2 separate regions of the Arabidopsis thaliana genome follow, and region 1 is linked to region 2. The links are chromatin contacts, called in public capture Hi-C maps. All regions are on one chromosome and are shown on one strand. Each heading gives the region's core, a stretch centred on a gene start, on an enhancer-like site or on the middle of the called end of the contact. The rest is flanking DNA. Distances are from core to core; before and after follow the strand shown. Region 1 holds the start of AT2G22200 (Integrase-type DNA-binding superfamily protein). Region 2 holds the start of AT2G21850 (Cysteine/Histidine-rich C1 domain family protein).

What was found. Capture Hi-C pulls out chosen DNA fragments and counts their contacts.
Region 1: a contact with region 2 is called in a capture Hi-C map of seedling, with 1.7 times the contacts expected there. The contact joins the promoter of AT2G22200 here to the promoter of AT2G21850 in region 2.

Annotation. Positions count from the first base shown.
Region 1 is chr2:9,439,665-9,446,435 of TAIR10.1, reverse strand. AT2G22200 (Integrase-type DNA-binding superfamily protein) reads left to right here and starts at 2,008. Exons shown (of 1, transcript NM_127788.4): 1 at 2,008-3,363. The coding sequence starts at 2,229. The coding sequence ends at 3,014. It also overlaps the pseudogene AT2G22210.
Region 2 is chr2:9,310,352-9,317,473 of TAIR10.1, reverse strand. It overlaps AT2G21850 (Cysteine/Histidine-rich C1 domain family protein), which reads right to left and starts at 2,270. Exons shown (of 5, transcript NM_127754.4): 1 at 1,166-2,270; 2 at 983-1,093; 3 at 1-878. The coding sequence starts at 2,206. It overlaps AT2G21840 (Cysteine/Histidine-rich C1 domain family protein), which reads left to right and starts at 7,116. Exons shown (of 5, transcript NM_127753.4): 1 at 7,116-7,122.

The sequences.
Region 1 (6,771 bases), core at 759-3,258, 130 kb before region 2:
ATAGTAATTGATTCATGATGAATCAATATGTAACGTGAAACTTTACAAAGGAGAAATCTAGTGGAGTTTAGCAAACGAATCGATTTTATGACTGGACCACATATTAAATTACATAATAAATCACATAATCTGTAAATATTTTAATAACATATTTATTTGTCACACCAACATTCGCATGGATCATTTTCATTCCAAAAAAAAAAGAAAGAAGAAGAAAAAAATACTCACATGGATGATGTTATTAGTATTATAATTGTTATTCTATTATGCGGAAGCATTAAACCAGAACACATATCTTAGCCAATTTAGTAACAAATTTGTCACGGAATTGACTGGTAATCAATGTAGAGATTGGAAATCAACCACAAATCAACGTTCAATTGCTTTTCCTTTTGTTCTTTCAAAGCTTTCTCTCTATAAAACGTTCTTTTTATCCATCTAAAGTTCTCTTTGTGTCAATGGGCACAAAGCTCATCAAAGCTCTTTTTTTGTCTCTCTACAATCATCTTTTCATCTTAGTATAATCGTATTCTTTGGGAATTAACTTTCCAATTACCGGTTCGATATACTGTCATATCATGGGCGTAATACGATTATAAAGTATAAACCAACAATAACCTATTCCTATTTTTTTCTATCTACCTCGTACTTTTAATCTATGTTGCATAGCAACAGAAACGGAAACACGGAAACGAAACGTTTCGAAAACCGAAAACAATTTTTTTTTAAAATTAAGGAACGCAAACGTTTTGGAAACTTAGACATATATATATATATATATATATATATTTTAAACAACAAAAATCTAAAACATAAATATCAAATAGATAAAGTAAAATTCTTAAAAATAAAGATTAAAAAGCGTAATATCAAATATTTAGACCATCATTTTCATTAGTTCCATTAAAAATCATATGAAGCACATGAGATTTGATTCGTCGAGAGAAAGATCTTAAAACTTGAGTCTCCCAAAATTAGTTAAATCTTTATCTTTCCAAACTTTTATTATTATTAAGTTTCCAAAGTAAAAAAATAAGATTTTTTGCGTTTCTAAAATATAAAAAATTTCATCGTGTTTCCAAATATAAAATTTTAGGAAACGCGTTTTTGTGAATTTCCATCGAATTTCCAAGAGTTTCCGTTTTCTGAAATGTTTCGGAAACGGAAAACGCACTGCGGAGAGAATTTCCATGCAATTAGCTTTTAATATATTTGTCCAAATGAAAGTAAAATGTTCATAATATAAAAGGTGCCATATTCCAAGAGTTATTGGTCCTTTCACTTGATCGTTAAATGGTTGGAAAGCAAATTGGCCTTTCAACGAATCCTAGAATCAACAATTCATTTGTTTTTATTTTCTAGCTCCTACAAAATTCTATATCTAAATAATAATATTGTTAATCAATTAATTAGTTTTTTTCAGGGTATATATTCTGTATATATTATTAAATAAAAGTTCGAAAAAAGAAATTAAATGTGGAAAGCATGTAGCTACAATAACTCCCCAACCAACCATGTGTGTTAAACTTTCACCACTTTATCTTCAACCTTATCATCATATATATATTTTTTGAAAATTTCTAACAACATATAATCTTACAAATAGACTTGAGTATTCATCTAAAAGTATAGTTACATGATTAGGTCACTAAACAAATTTTTAAATTTTCAACTTGTGGAAGTTGTGATTAATTTGATTTTTAAGCTCCATTTCCATCATACAGAATATTGGTACAACAAATTATCCTCCAACATTGAGTCATATATTACGTGTTCAACTTCAAAGTAAAACATGTCTAAATTCACAACCGAAAACCCACATATTATAGAGAACTTGCCCCATATAGCCCCTATATTATATTCCCCGGAAACGGCTAGATCCAAAGCACATGTAGACATGGCAATTTCCTATTGGTTTACTCCGGCCATGGATTGATTAAAACGATTATTGCCTTAAATATTCAGACGAATTCAATGGCCTTTAAAAGGCGGAGAGCTTCAGAACAAGCAACATAACGAGAGATTTTTTATATATAAAAAATAAAGGAAGCACGAGTTCACCTTAAAAATTTGAGTTTCTCTTTTCTTGACCCTGAAGTTTCGTTTTGATCAATTTCACCCATTTCTTTGTTCGTCGTCTTTTCTTTCAAAAGGGTTTCATCTTTGTATTATAAAAATCCAAACTTTATATCTTCACAAGCAGCAAAGATCTCTATTTCAATCCTCTCATGGAAACTGCTTCTCTTTCTTTCCCTGTCCCAAACACGAGCTTCGGTGTAAACAAATCTATGCCTCTCGGTCTAAACCAGCTCACACCATACCAAATTCATCAGATTCAGAACCAGCTTAACCATAGACGTAGCACAATCTCAAACCTCTCTCCAAACCGTATCAGAATGAAGAACTTAACACCTTCTACCTCCAAAACCAAGAATCTCTACAGAGGCGTAAGGCAAAGGCACTGGGGGAAATGGGTCGCTGAGATCCGTTTGCCCAAGAACCGGACCCGTCTCTGGCTCGGGACATTCGAAACCGCCGAAAAAGCCGCCTTAGCTTACGACCAAGCTGCTTTTCAGCTCCGTGGAGATATCGCGAAGCTTAACTTCCCAAACCTCATACACGAAGACATGAATCCTCTCCCTTCCTCTGTTGATACCAAGCTTCAAGCTATCTGCAAAAGTTTGAGAAAAACAGAGGAAATTTGCTCTGTTTCTGATCAAACAAAGGAGTACTCTGTTTACTCTGTTTCAGATAAAACAGAGCTTTTCCTGCCAAAAGCAGAGCTTTTCTTGCCTAAAAGAGAGCATTTGGAGACAAATGAGCTCTCTAATGAGTCACCGAGAAGCGATGAGACCTCGTTGTTGGATGAGTCGCAGGCGGAATATTCATCGTCGGATAAAACATTCCTGGATTTCTCGGATACTGAGTTTGAAGAGATTGGAAGTTTCGGGCTTCGGAAGTTTCCTTCGGTGGAGATTGATTGGGATGCAATTAGTAAACTGGCCAATTCTTAAAGTCTTCTATTTTATATTAATCTTCTGTGCAACTGAAATTTTCAACAAGTTGCAGATGAGTTTATTAGGTTTGAATCTGTCCTAGTTTTCTTTGTTGGTCGTATAGAGTTTTACTATGTAGCTAATCTCCATGTTTGGTTTGGCTTGGTAAGTTTTTAAGGTCCTCGTCATCAACAAACCGGAGAAAGTTTATGTATTCAAAAGCTATGTATTATATCCTCACATCTACTTATGAGAGTGAGATCAAAGTTTGTAAAATGAAGTCTTGATTTCTTCTTTTAGTTCTCTCTTTTTTAAAACCAAATGTATTTCTTTTTTTTGTGTTTCTTATTATGCATGCTAATTCCTGATTTCAGTTTACGAATGTATTTTATTTCATTTTTCAATCCTCTGTTTCAACTTGAAGCTACTCTTGACAACCCAATCGGAGCCAAAATACCTTTGGGCCTTCTCGGCCTTGTTTTAGTGCCCAACATCAAGATTGGATAAGATATATAAATACGAAGCCCAAAAGATATGGAATTGTAAGGACTAAAGACGATTAAGTATATTTTTTCCAATATGGTGGTATATTTGTGAGGAGTATTGATTTTTTTTAATCACAAAATGATGGTTAATTATATATTAGTAGTTAGTATGGAGTACCTTTCAATTCTATATAACGTTACTGTCAAATTTTTAGATATTGAGTTAAGTAATTAAAAAATCGCGTCAAGTTATTGATAAAAAATAGGTTTATGGTTAATGCAAGACACGTAGAAAAAGCATAATTCCAACACTAATATCTCCATCACCAACTGTTTCCGTTGATACCGTTGAGTGCCTTTGATTCTACAAAAAAAAGCCATGATTACTTATTTTATGGGGTTGGTGACTCTTCTTTTACATCCTGCATTGTGTTTTTTAATTATAGAAATGAACACACTTCGTTCTCTTATGCATAAGCTTGAATGTTATTTAGCAAATTAACCATATAATCTATCGTTTATTGTTGCATTTGTTCTTGATTTATGATGCTAAAGACGTTTATTTGGCAAATTAACACTATCGTCTATCGTTTGTTGTGTGTTTTGTTTGATAGATCGTGTAGAATATAGTGATTATATCGACTGAAAATCGAGGAAAACATAAGTGATTCATTTTAAGGATTAGCGACTTTTGGAGAAAGTGAAGAGTTATCTAAGACACTCTCCTTTTAAGCCATTCATAGATAATATTGTATGCAGACACTAGTTGATTTTGTTATTCAATAGGAATTTATATATTTATCTTGGCAAATTTGCCCAATTCTCTACTACCTTCCTCTCTTTTTTTTATGAACAGTGGGTGGGGTTTACTACATTTAAAAATAAATTTTACAATTATGAATTGCTTTTCATGTGAATTCATTCAAAGAATTAAAGAAAACTCGAAAGTGAAACTGTTGTTCCAGCAACAAACTTTTTCAAAATCACTCTTTTAATATGATTCAGAATCAATCATTTTAAATAGTGATTTTACTAGTCTTGTACCAGATCACATAATAATTTATTTTTAGCTAAAAGCATGAAAGTATATCTAGACTTCGTGCTTTATTGATATGCGATGAACAATTTTTTTTATATATACTAAATTACGATGATCATGTTAAAAAACCGAAATCGATAATAATCTGCATAATAATTTTTGCATATATTTAATCCCGCTTTAGAGAAACATTTCCCAATGATTGCCCATGTTATCCATTAGACCATTACTGATTACACTCAAAATAAAAAACAAATGGCAACTTGTACATACTATCGATATTTTAAAAATATGATCCGATATATAAGAAAAGTAAAAGCTATGTTGCAAATTGACATTATTAAAATTTTCACAAGCATTATTGGTTATTACTTACTTACTTATAATATTTGAGGGTGGGAATTGATGTATAATGTATACCTTAATATTAAAAGCCCGATCGACTAGTTACGGTTGTAGTTGGATTGTATTTAAAACTATAGATTAATTGTTGTAGAAATTAGTATGTGGGGATTCAAATGTGTTTCATACTTCGAGTGTAAAACATAATTGTTGCTTTTAGAAAAAACTAATAATTAATTCTATAATATATATTTTTATAACAAATTTGTTAGAATGATTTGAAATGGAGCAAATAAAACTTGTACAAATGTCGTATTTTGGTTGAAACCAATTATGGATTTGCCATTTTTTTGAATGGCATTTGTGGTTTTTGTCATTTTTTAAAATAATTTGTGGATTTATCCTTTTGCAGGTTACAAAAATATGATTTAACATGTATTTTACTAAATGTTCTGAAATTTGGTCTCGATGGCATATTACGGCGAAGAGTTGCTAGGTGAGGATGGACTGCCGCGATTTTTGCTTAAATCGGTGAAAATGAAAATCTTCTTAAAACTTTAGCTTTTGACTATGAATCCTTAAAATAATTATAGATATGTACTATTTTGGTTAAATTATATGAGAAAATGATATAAAAAAATTGGAAGAAAAACGGAAAACAAGTTGTGAAAACGCAGACAACTTGTCTCAATTAGGGATTTTGGGAAGAAGATGACTCCATAACGAAAACACTAATTTTTCCCTTTTTATTAAGTTAAAAAAAAAAATTCGAGAAAAGTGCAATTGAAAACATCGAACTAGGGGCTGCAGATATTTAGATATTTAGTAGGTTGTTAGTACCACTAGGCTATCAGAATTTTACTTAATTTCATCGTTTACATTTATTGTATAACCTAAATATTTATAAAAACATAAAATATACAACATCTAGTTTCCGACTAATTCCCGCTTAAACCGACTAGGCATGCAGCGCTAGATCACCGCCAAAATAGCGTGTAGTGATTTTTAGAACACTGGTTTTACTCGTTATGTTTAGGTTAATCGGTTTCATTTGTTTTTAGGATTTAGTATTTGATATAAATTAAAGTTTGCAATTTTGCAAAGAAATTGATAAATACGTATATTTTTAAGTGTTTGACAATAAAAAATATAGTAAAAATGCCAAAATCAACAATAATCTCTTTTGATTACATTTTAAACTTTTATGATTATTTTTTCTTTTTCAGAATATCTAAGAGAATTTGAGCATAGACCTATTGGAGACCAAAATTTAATATGATTTCCTCTTTAGGTTTTGTATGAGATATTATACCCGTTACACTATTGAAATTGGATACATTTATAATTGTTTCTTGGGAAACAAAATTATGTATGTGTTATGTATTGTCCTTGAAACCATTTCATAACAACATGATGAATTGAATGTTAAATATATTGAGAACAACTTTATTGATGCTTTTAAATTATTATTCCCAAAATCTTAAAGCCATCGACCTTTCTATTTCTCCTTTATTTCTTTTAGTTTCCTTATATAGTCGAGGGGCCGAAAATGATTGAACTGGATTTTATTTTGTCTGATATAAATTTCTTTTCTTATTCATTTAATTTAAAACAAAAATATAAAAAATCGTATAGTATTTTTCATTTCTGAAACTCGTAAACATTTCAAAGCTGTATTAACAATAATGTAGCATACTATTTAAATTTTTCTGTGAACCTTAAAATCCACTATAGTATTTTATTTTCTTACGAACAATAGGGAAAATAATTGTTGTGTTTGCAGACTTTGCACTATATATACTTGCCGATTTGGTATGAACTGTGAAGGGCAATGTTCTTTCTTGTGGCATTCCTTTTATCTTTTGCCGACAAAGATTCCCACCATATAAAGGAACTTGGTGTTTCATCA
Region 2 (7,122 bases), core at 1,021-3,520:
CACGGTTTAGCGCACACACGGCAGGTTCGAGTGATCTTCGAGTCAGCAATCCAAAAGTGATAGAAACGGTGGTTGTGAGATGTCTGTTGTGGAAATATTACCGCTTTGCTGCATTTAATATGGAAACTGATGTTGCAAGTGGAACAATGATAGCCATACTTTTTAATTTCCAGCTTGCAGGCTAGGCACTTGGATCCACTTACAAATGAAAGCGGAAGGTAGTGATCAGGATGAATTGGATGACAGAATCTCATTTGCCTGTTAACTTCCAGACACAATGGATGATATACATCTTTACACACCACACATGAAACAAGTGAGCTTTCATTGATCAGACGATACACAAATGTTGAAAGCCTAAGCGATGACATATGTATGGTCTTGTCTTTTCCACACACCACCTCTTCACATATATCGCAAGCCATGGAGTATGACTTTGAGACCATTATTTGATCCAACAAATGCTCTTTTTGAATGCATCCACTCATCGCTGTACAGCTTCCAATGATTTTTTGCCCCCTTTGTGACTCCGTAAATAAGTGTTTACCTCTAAATATGCAATTGGTATGGATGACAAAATTGCATATGCGACAAAAGAGATTGAACCCTTTTATATCATCTCTGCAAATGTCACAATTCATAGTAACATCTGTGCCTGCAGGGGCATCTGGTAAGAGTGTCAGAAAATGCTTATGAACTCGATGCTTCAATGGTCGCCCTAGCTCTGCGCAGAAACTATGCGCCTGGAAGCTGCACGTCTCGCATTTACATGGGCTACCGCGTATTTTTGTCCGACAGATGTTGCACTTTGCTTTTTCATCAAGCTCACGGAAATCAACGAATCGCATCACATGTATATGCCCCTTCATAGTATTGACCTGGATTAATCAAGGGAAGGGCAGTCACAACCAATATATGAATGAAAAGAGTTAACAATTTTTGATTTTTTCACTAGTCTATCAGTTGTAATGAAAATCTATACCATAAGTTCGGCTTTTGGCTCATTGGTATCATGGTCCAGTTGATATGTTGAACTAGTGTTGTCTTTGCTGCAAGGGTAAAGATCTTTCAAGTATAGTGGGGAAGGGGCAGCCTGTAGATTATAATAAAGAATAAATCGTCATCGTTTCACCACCAACATCATTAATAAGAAAACAGTAATTACCTTGCGTAGAATGCATTCAATGTGGCCTAGAAAATCACATTCGTCACAGGAATAAGCATGATGTCCTGCATACACCATTGTCTCGCAAACGCCACAATACTCCAAAAATTCATCCTCATATGGGAGAAATTTGCACACAAGTGGATGAATGTGATGAGACTTCTCGACCACAAACTCAGGTATCTCAAGACACTCGAAATGGAAAACCATAGAGCATTGTATGCAGTAAAAAAAAGAGTCAAGAGATATCACAATACTTCTCCTGCATATTTGACATTGATCATTCTCTGTGAAACTTATGTGAGATTTAGTTCTATAAATCAACCTGTGCGGATGAGACTTGTGCATCAGCCCTCGCAAAAAGGAATCTAAACACCTCAAGTGAGCGTCAAAATCGCATTCTAGGCAACCAAATGGGACACCAGCGATACTTTCCCCGCATATATGACAGAGACTAGTTCGTGTGTAATCAAGCCGTTTGAGAGGGTGTGCAAGATGCACAGGATGTGCAATCTCTCTCGGAAAATGAATACAGCGTTCGTGAACAAATGAGTAACAATGAACGCAACCATAACAAACGGAAGAGGGAGAGAGGGGAAGCTCACAGAGAAGGCAAGAACCTCTAGCGTCTGGTCCGGGTCTACACCTCTTAAGCAAGTGGCAATGGCTGTAATGGAGCAAGTCTTTGCTATCCCAGCCCCTGAAGATGCTCGCAATGAGCGCACAGCCCATGTCCAAGTATATCTCACACTCTTTACACTTATAGAAAGAGCCAGAAGTCATGTTGCCACACCCGGAGCATACGACGTGTTCAGGTTTCTGATCGTACTGGTGCAGACAAAATTCCAGAGGATGATCCGGATGGAAATCGTGCCAGACCTTCTGCGGAAGTTGAGAGCAACCTTTACAGAGACTGAAATCGCAAGGGCTACATGCCAACTCGACAAGGTCATCTTTGTAGCAAATGCTGCAAATCCCGTCGACGGCGATCTTGGGTGAAGTCAATGGGCATTCATGGGAGAAATGCTTGAGCTCTGCCATCGAAGTCAACGAGAGATGAGATCCAAAGTTTTTTTTTTTAGATTTAAGATAGTGGGAGGAGTGCACGAAACAAGTCGTTCTGTTTTATTAAATCGTATACAATGTTTAACGGGCTTACATATACATCTACGAAATTTCACTAAGCCCACAAGTAGGAGTGTCGAAATGGGTAACCCAACTCAACTCAACTCATTATCAAATCAGTTTAGAGTTAAATGATTAAATGGGTTGACCCAACCCATAACTCATTTCATTTGATGAGTTGAGTTGTTAAATAGATTATCCCACGTAATAATTTAATTAATTATTATTATAAAACAATAATAAATAATTATCATTATTAATAATTATTAATTTATTATCATCAAACTTAAGATATTTTCGGATTCCATTTTTTACGGGGTTTACGTTTTTGGCGGGAAAATCATGGATTTACGTTTTTGGCAGAAAAATTACAGATTTACGTTTTTGTCGGAAAAATCACGGGTTTACTTTTTTGGCGGGAAAATTACGGGTTTACGTTTTTAGCAGGAAAATCATGGGTTTAAGTTTTTTGGCCGGTAAATTACGGGTTAACATTTTTGGCGGGAAAATTACGGATTTACGTTTTTGGCGAGAAAATCACGGGTTTATGTTTTTAGCGGGAAAATTAGGGGTTTACGTTTTCGGCGGGAAAATCATGGGTTTACTTTTTTTGCGGGAAAATTAGGGGTTTACGTTTTTTGGCGGGAAAATTACGGGTTTACATTTTTGGCGGGAAAATCACGAGTTTTTCGTTTTTGGCGGGAAAATCACGGGTTTACTTTTTTGGCGGGAAAATTACGGGTTTATGTTTTTTGGTGGAAAATTACGAGTTTACTTCTTTTCAATTTCATAGCTTGTATATTTAAGAAATTTGGAAAATATTGATTTTATTAAATTAGTTTAGATGTGTTGGTTAAACTTAAATTGGTATTGGTTTAGAGATTTTAGTTGGTTTAATTCAATTTTACAAAATTTGATGGGTTAATTGGATAAACCATTGAAACTATTAACCATTACAACTCAACTCATTTTATTCATCAAACTAATTGATTCAAGAACTCATTTGACCCATCAACTCATTTGAGTCAATATTTTCAACTCATTAGGGTTCATGAATTGAGTTGAGTTGACCGATGAATTTTGACCCATTTTGACAACCCTACCCACAAGAGAAGAGTTTAAATATGAGAATTTCGTAATCTACAATGGAAAATATCGTATGCTATTATTCGGGGTACACATACTGTAAGTTGCAAATACGTTAATATATCATTAAAAAATGTAGTCATAAAATTCAATCATATTTAATATTAGACACAATATATTTAATATATAAATTTTAATATAAAATATTATAGTAACGTTTATTAAAGATATGTAAATGAAGCAAATTCATTTGATGTGTTAATTAGTCATTGATTATAGTATTCTATTAGGATTTAATTCGCGGTATACCGCATGACAATATTTTTATTTTATAGATTTTAGATAATAATTAATAATTTATTGGATTTTTAAATTCATAATGTAAAAACATATTTCTCATTTAATTATATTATATTAGAATTAATATAGTTGAAATGCAAAAAGATTGTTTCCTGAGTTTTTGTATTTGTTACATAAATGTGTTAATTGTATTGATGTACTTAGAAGATTTGTAGGTGTAGAAGTGATATAGTGTTAATATTGGTAAATATTTATAATCATGGACTATAATAATAATTTGATATTATTTTCTATCTAAAATATTACTCCACTGTACATTAATGATCGATTTTTTAAAATGAAAAACCTTAAATTTTAAGTTGTATTTGTTTTGTTAGTATTATTTGGGTTGTTTAGTGTTTAAGATTATATCATTTTATTTTTTGTTTTAAATTTAGGATTTCACTTGTGGTATACCATATCATATTAGTATCAATCCAAACTTGTTCCACCATATAACTCCGTCCCGTAAAATTAAACAGCATTTTGTTATTTTTTGTTTAATAATATTTTTAATTAAAAACATATTTAAAAGTTTCAATTTTTATGGAATGCATTCGGTCTCAAATTAAACATCATTTTATGGAATGCATTCAGTCTAAAAATTTTACAATGTCGTGAAAGCGTTGATAACTGCCTAACCAAATATAGATAACACATGTAGAATAGTAACGTGAGAGTAATTGGGCTTATTTAATAACGAAAGTAGTGAACTAGAGGTAGAAGCTTGAAATATGTAGGAAATTTTGCAAAATCTGCCATATTATTGGTCCAATCTTACAATTTCTACCATATTCTAGTTCAGCTTACAATATCTACCACATTTTACTTCACTTGGTAATTCGTGGACAAAAATGCCCTTAAAGTGGGTCAGGGACTGACTTAGATGGTGACAGCTTTTAACTGATGTGATGATACATGACAAAAAATCATGGTGGAAACATAAAAGATTAGGAGAGAGAATAGTGGAGAACAGCTGGCTTCTACTGTTATTGGGTATTTAAAATTGACTTGTTTAAAAAAATTGGTTATCCAAAATTCTGCGGGGGACAACGTAATATATAATACATTAGGAGACATGATTACCTGCTAGCGGGAGACAACGTAATATATAATGCATTAGGGGACATGATTACCTGTTAGCGGAGAAATTCTGCGGGGGACAACGTAATATATAATACATTAGGAGATGTGATTACCTGCTAGCGGGGGACAACGTAATATATAATGCATTAGGGGACATAATTACCTGTTAGCGGAGTACAACTGGTGACAGACTTTTGTTTTAGTCTCCAGATCTTGTCCCCGAATAGAAATCTGTTGCATCTACGTTTTGTTTTCGATTTCATCATCTTGCTCTATTATTATGAATCCTACACGTTATATGCAATTGTTCTCATTTAAGAATTTTAAATTTTATTTAGATTTTTCGTCATCTATTTTGGTCCACAGATTAGTTGAGCGTTATTGTCTTCACCTACACGTTTACATATTTTAATAATATATTATATCGGGGACAAGTTCATATCGAATGAGTAATAGAATTAGATCGGGGACAAATTCAGATCGAATAATAGACAAGATGATATGTAATAACTGGATGTTTTTGTTATTTTACAATAGAAGAAAAAAAAATCGTGTCGGTGAAAACAATAATGCTCAACTAATCTGTGGACCAAAATAAATGGTGAAAATCTAAATCAAATTAGAAACCTTAAATGAGAATAATTGGTGGATAAAATGTGGGATTCATGATAATATTGAAAGATGGTGAAAATCGGAGACAAGATCTAGACATAACGGAAAATTTATGATGAATAGAAATTAGGGGACAAAATAAATTAAAAGTTATATGTAAAGAATATGTGCACGTTGTCAGGAGAAGTGAGAGAGACAAAAACGTTTCATTTTGTCTTCGGAAAGATAGTGATGTGTGGTTAAAGCGCACGGATCTCGAGAAAGGAGAAACAAAATAGAGAAGAAATGGTGAGGGCAATATAGATATTTTAAGTGGAAATGTGGTATGATGTGTAAGGGAGGAAAAATTATGGTAAATTGCATAAGAAATTGAGAAAATATGGTAAATTTTATAATTTTTCCAAATATTTATAGTTTTTAGTTTGTTGGGCTTCGAAGATATACTAGATTTTAACCGCGGTACACTGTGGGTACAATTTATTTTTTAAAGTTAGTATATATAAAAATTTACAAATTTTATGTATCTATAAAATATTTTTATTTTATAGTTTACAGTTGTTATTAAGTAACGTCCTGCCAAACCCGTCTTGTAAAAAAAAATCATTTATGATATGTTTATGAATCATTGTCTAAATATTTTAGTCGATGCGCGACGTTGAACCCACACATTTTTTCGCCAATTGGTTAATATATGTTCATTTTTAAAATTTTGAATCACAAAATATGACGGAAATGTTTTTTGAGATTTTTAAAAACTTTATATATTATATAATGATGTTAAAAAATTGTGATATATTAAACGTTTAGAATATTTAAATATGTGAAATCTTTAAAAATTAAATAAGAAAATTTTAAATTAATTTGAATTATAATTGTTTTATAAAAGTATTATTAAAAAAAAATGTTTAATTTCACCGAACGGGATTAGATGGTAGGACGGGTTTATAATATTATTATATATATACTTTACAACAATTAAATAATCATTTGAAGAAAGAAAACTTTTAAATTGATTTGAATTATACATCTTTTAAACTAAAATATTATTAAAACAAAATAACAAAATAATGTTTAATTTTTCTGAACGGGGTTAGATGGTATGACGGGTTTGGGTCGATAGTAATACAAGACGGTATACCACGGGTGAAATCCATTAAATATGTTTAATTCCACTGAACGGGATTAGATGGTATGACGGGTTTGGATCGATAGTAATACGAGACAGTATACTACAGATGAAATCTTAGATATAACAATTAAAATATAATTATATTATCTTAAACACTAAACAAATTAAAGAATATTAATTAAATAAATATAATTTAAATTTAAATTATGTAGTTATAAACTAGATTTTGACTTAATGAACTGTATGTATTGTTTCTATAGTTTTAAAAAGTAAAAATCAAACATAGTAATTGTATACTAAAAATCTATAGATATAAGAGTTGTACATTTAGAAAATACAAAAAAATAAATTATATATATTTTTAATCTACTAAACATATTAAATTTTTATTTTTTAAAAAATAATTATAGTCCCGCGGTATACCATAGATTATAATTAATATATATATATATATATATTTATTTATATAGATATTTACACAATTCTTTTAAACAATAACAAAAAGAGGTTAAGGAGGAAAACTAGATTAACATAGAAAACACTTATTACCTGAAACTAGTAAAAAGAAAGAAAGTAATAT